Linked DNA regions of Ovis aries: region 2 is linked to region 1. Evidence: chromatin contacts called from public Hi-C data. All regions are on one chromosome and are shown on one strand. The core of a region is the stretch at or near the end of the contact, and the rest is flanking DNA. Distances in the headings are between cores, read along the strand shown.

Region 1 (2,700 bases), core at 138-2,637:
GTTAGCAGGACAGTTCCTGAACAACAGCAAGATTACTGTAACACTCACAGTTACAAAGTAAATAATAAAGAACATTAAAAGAAGGTAAAAATCACACTGTTCTGACAAGGGGAATTAGTTATGTAAATAAGGAAATGCAAAGCCTGTCAATCTGCATGCACTCTGAATAAGCATGAAAAAAATTCAAGTCAATAATAAATACTCTTCTAAAAAAAAAAATAATAATAATAAATACTCTTCTAATATTACAAAATTCCCAGTAAGATGTGATAAATCTGAAACCATTCTTCCTGGTCACTAGAACCCCCATCACGTACTATTTGAAAGAGGATTCTTTCACCTGCTTTGTAAAGTTAAGTAAGTACGTAGTTATGTCATTGGGTAAAGAAGCCGCCTGCCAACACAGGAGATGCAGGTTCAGACCCCAGGTTGGGAAGATCCCCTGGTGGAGAAAATGGCACCCCACTCCAGTATTCTTGCCTGGAAAATTCTAAGGACAAAGGAGCCTGGTGGGTTACAGTCCATGGGGTCACAAAGAGTCAGACACGACTGAGCACGCACGCATGCATGTCACTGGAGCTCACAATCAGCTTGTTTTGTGTTTCCTGTAAGAAAATACCCAAGAGTAAACAGAGGCAGGAAGCAACTTGGGAGTTTTGGTTCGAGACTTGATTTTGGCATTAAGTAGGAAAGCTGTCTTTTAGCGTCTGGATTTCAGATACTCAAACTATAAAAGGGATTAAAAAAACTCGTCTTGCCCCCTCAGAGGTACCCTGTAAGAATCGCCAAGTTAAAGAGGAAAATATGAATGCACCTTTAACTGTATTACATGTTGTATTAACAAAAGTGATGATAATATTATCGTTATGAGCAACAGATGCATTCCAGAAGTCTGGGCTTAACTGCCCCTTTGGCCTTCTCTCTGGATTATCTGTTCTTATTCAAAGACCTAGTTTTTTTTTTTTTTACAAAGATAAACAGTAAAGTAATAATAATAAAGGAAACATTAACAGTAATATACAATGAACCAAAAGCAAACATAAACAACCCTACAATCCTCTGCTAATAGAATTCTATCACTGTTCTAAAAATAAACGTGATTCAAAAAACCCCAACCAACAGTCATGTGATCCTTTCTCTAACCCTGGAGGAAAAGCAGGACAGGTGGAATTATATTTGAGTTTTACAGACTGCAAACCTGAAACACAAGCCTGAAAGAGAAAAGTCACCCATCCTACTTCCCAGCTAAAGCCAGGGCCATTCAACCCTCTTTCTGACATACTTTGCTATTCATTCTCCTGGTCTAGGAGAGTTACAAGGCACCCCTATTTTCAAGGAAACTCACTTCACATAATGTCCAACTTCCAGGCTGATGAAGTAATGGTATCAGTAATTTGACACAGCTGGCAACCTCTCTGTATCATAAGGAAATTCTTCCACCCAGGAAGCTGTGCACACAAGCAGAGAGACGGTGACATCTACTGGTGAAAGTGTGCACTGCAGTGGAAGCTGAGTGCTTTAAGATTTGAAAAAGATCGGTAATGTTAATAGGGGTGGGTACAAAGGGGTCGGAGAAGGCAATGGCACCCCACTCCAGTACTCTTGCCTGGAAAATCCCATGGATGGAGGAGCCTGATAGGCTGCAGTCCATGGGGTCGCTAAGAGTTGGACACAACTGAGCGACTTCACTTTCACTTTTCACTTTCATGCACTGGAGAAGGCAATGGCAACCCACTCCAGTGTTCTTGCCTAGAGAGTCCCAGGGACGGGGGAGCCTGGTGGGCTGCTGACTATGGAGTCGCACAGATTCGGACACGACTGAAGCAACTTAGCAGCACAAAGGGGTTATAGGGGTGGGTACAAAGCAAAAAACATATGGAATAGAGCAGTAGGGGAAAGCTAGCAAGCACTGGGATGTTCTAAAAATGTGACTCATGACCACTTTGGGTAATCACTTTTGGTAAAAATCCTGACTCCTTTCTTTTAGACCAGTTTTAAATCAGTCTCTTCGGGAACAAGTTTTCTTTGGGAATGTATCTCTGATTTAATAATGAGAATCAGTGGCAAATCACTGGGGAAAGGTGTTTAGGTCATTGAAATTTACTCCATGGATGATGTTTCAAGAAAGGAGGGGAGAGAGGAGGGAAAGAGAAGGAAGTTAACATTTATGAAATGCCTATTGTGTTGAAGGCACTTTATAAACATTACCATGCTTAATTCTCACTCCCACATGAAAGTTATCCTATAGGAAATAGTATTATCTCCGTTTTACAGTGAGGAAACTGAGGCACAGAGAGAGGAAACTAGCCCCAAACTACTCAATAAATGGTAAAGTCAGGATTAGAAACCTAAAGGTCTGACCGTATGATCTAAACACCCCAGGCACACAAACCACCTCAACCAAAATCAACACCTACTACCCACAGGCATAATATATTTCCTTAGAAACAGACACCATTTCACATTTAAATGCAAGTGAAATCTAACACTTTTCCTGTCCAAAAACTTGGATGTCAAGAGCAATCAATAACACACAATGAGTTGTGTCTTTACAATACAATAAATTACCATTGATCAGCTTTCTCCTCGCTGAATCATCTTCTCAATGCTGTCAACACTTCCTTACACTGTCAGCTTAAAATCTCAGTAACATTAGCATCGAATTCCAATGGTGAGATGAAGACAGGAAAAGACAGGCTT
Region 2 (2,700 bases), core at 150-2,649, 170 kb before region 1:
GGAACCATAGTCTTAACCATTGGACTGCCAGGGAAGTCCAAGCCCGGAACATTTCTTAAACGAATGGATGGATGTTCCGCGTCTCATTTTCCTCACCTACCACTCACCTTACAAGGATGAGCATCCAACAGGGTGATGAATGTACATGCCTGCCAAGAAAGGCCCCTTTGGCCCAGCTTCTCCCTTCCATCTTCCAGGGAGGGTGATGGTGTTATTGTCATTCAGGCTTTTTTCCCCTGTATTGTCAAACCCATTAGCCCCGGGGTTTATCACTTGGCATCCAGGGCAGTACTTATCTCCAACTGTCTCTTTGATCAGCTATGTGTGTCTCTCTCCTGCTAGGCTAGGCTGTTCCTCCAGAACAGACACTTGCAAGGCACATCAGGCACTGAATAAATATTTTTAACTGAATTTCCTCTGCCTTTTTATATTTTGTCTTTAGTTCAGCATCTGCCAGCTATTTTGGGGACCCTTAACCTCAAATTGGATACCTAAGCCACACCCACTTATCCAGACCGGGCCCCGCTTTCGGCTCAGACTCCCAGGCCTCTCCCCCTCCCCCTTCCCAAATCAAGCCGTTTGCAGACCTGGGGCACCTCCCCAAGCCCGCCCCGCGGCCAGGCCCCGCCCCCGCTCACGGTCGGTGTTTTTCAGCGACTGTTTCTTCTGCGAGGGCTTGGAGATGACCTTGATGAGGCGGCTGTGGAAGGTGCCCAGCTCCCGGCCGCCTCGGAGCATGAGCCGCAACACCAGTCGGAAGTGCTTCCTCTTGTCTGCGTCCGAGATGTACAGAGTCTTGGCGCAACTGAATTCCTACCGGGTTCGCGGGGACGGGGTAGTCTCATCGCAGCCCTAAGTCCCGGGATGAGCCCACCACCCCCAGTTACCTGACGCTCGCCCCGTTGGACGTGACATGACACGTCCAAGCTCTTGGGCTCAGCCTCAACCTGATCTCTCCGCATCCCCACCTATCTTTTGGCTCCTGCAGGGGGAGTTGAAGGAGCCCCCTCCCCTCTCCGGTCCCCTCCAAGGGAGAAGTGAGGATGGGAGAAGGAATCGCAGCCCCCCCCCCCCCCCCCACACACACACCGCCCCCCTCCTGCCATGCGCTCTCACCCTGGAGTCGGGCTGCTCTTCGAAATTCAACTTCTGCGTCTCGGCGGCGCTGCCGGACGCGCCGTCTAGTCCCATGTAACCGCACACCAGGGGCCCAGTCTCCCCTGCCTGGTGGGCTGCAAAGGGATGCGAGCGGGCTCTGGAAGCACTCAGATGTCAGCCAGGCAAGCTTAGTTCTCGCCGCCAGAGGGCGCGGCGAGACTGCGCCTGAGAACCGCCCCGCTCCCGGGCCCTGCAGAGTGAGTGGCTGGTCCCCTTATAAACCGAGCCGCCCGGCCACCCTGGAGTCCGCCCTCACCTTGGCCCGGCACTGGCTTCACCCTCCAGCCGGGACCTGCGAGGTAGACACAGGGCGGCGGGCAGAAGAACCTGCGGAGACATGTAAGCGCCGGACTCGTATATCCATCTCCACTTTAGCGTCCTGTCTTTGAGGCATCTCAAAGATAGCAGAAAGCCAACGGAATCCTTGATTCCTCCTCCATCTCCCCAGGTTTCTCCGCGACTGTGAACCTCATTAATACTCGAATCTTTCTTTTCTTTTTTTCACATTCCTCACTCAATCCATCAGTAAGTCCTATCCACCACCTTTAAAACATATTCAGAATCCATTGACTTCTGACCACCTCCATCTTTGTCCCAACTGCCATCAATTTGTCTGGATCACTGCATCAGCCTCCCATTGGTCTCTCTGCTCCCACCCCTACCGCTTCGACCTGTTTTTCACACAACAGCCAAATGGGGTTTTGCCTTTTTTTTTTTTAAGGTATGTTGCTTATCTTAAAATCCTCCAGTGGTTTAAATTCAAAGTACTTACATGATCTGGCCCCTTTTCCAACTTCACTTCCTATGATGACCCCTCTTCTCTAATTCCAGCCACCCTGACTTCTTTTGGCCTGGAACAGGCCAAGTTAGTACCAAGTGAGTCAAGGTCTTTGCATTTTTCATTGCTTCTAATTAAAACATGCTCCCCCCAGACTTTCTCATGTCTGGCTCCATTTTCACATTTAAGTCTTAGTTCAGATTTCACGGCCTCAAAAGGCCTTCCTACCATCTTGACCTTGCTAGCTAAATACACCCCTGCCCCTCAGTTTCTATCACCTTGCCCTATTCTGTTTCCCTTCTAGCTCTCATCACCATCTGGGAGCATCTTCTTCACTGATTTGTGAGGTGTTTATTGTCCGTCTCTCTCACACTAGAGCAAAGATGCCACAAAGGCAGTCATCGTATCTATCTTGTCCAACTGTGTGCTGGGTGCCCAGCAGTGCCAGAGAGCCTGACGCATGATAAGCACAAAGTAGGCAGTTGTGGAATGAAAGAATGAATGAATGGGTGAATGAGTGAATGGGGACTGTAGATTCACAGGGTGGTTCTGTAACAGATCAAAGTCGGGGCTGATGGTGACTGAGGGAAAAAGGCTGCTGATTGGCTAAGAGTGGAGCCCTGAGTCCTCTCCAGGTTCTGTGTGTGGTGAGCGTGCATATGCGTGCTCAGTCATGTCTCACTCTTTGCGACCCCATACACTGTAATCCGCCAGGCTCCTCTGTCCATGGAATTTTCCAGGCCAAAAAATACTGAATTGAGCTG

What was found. Hi-C and Micro-C count contacts between places; a contact is called where the count stands out from the background.
Region 2: a Hi-C map of tail adipose tissue shows a contact between it and region 1, with 5 times the contacts expected there. The contact joins the promoter of RBPJL here to the enhancer-like site in region 1. A contact is called at or near these places in 7 of 16 Hi-C or Micro-C datasets (hypothalamus, liver, mesenteric adipose tissue and 3 more).

The regions. Positions count from the first base shown.
Region 1 is chr13:73,378,683-73,381,382 of ARS-UI_Ramb_v3.0, reverse strand. The region is part of intron 10 of STK4 (serine/threonine kinase 4); the gene reads right to left. Among named protein-coding and RNA genes, the nearest start is that of KCNS1, 46 kb to the left of the region's middle. Within about 2 kb of position 1,387, at least 5 of the 54 cell types and tissues checked have an H3K27ac peak or open chromatin away from gene starts, as enhancers often do.
Region 2 is chr13:73,552,014-73,554,713 of ARS-UI_Ramb_v3.0, reverse strand. It overlaps RBPJL (recombination signal binding protein for immunoglobulin kappa J region like), which reads right to left and starts at 1,399. Exons shown (of 5, transcript XM_042230180.2): 1 at 1,117-1,399; 2 at 639-813. The coding sequence starts at 1,191.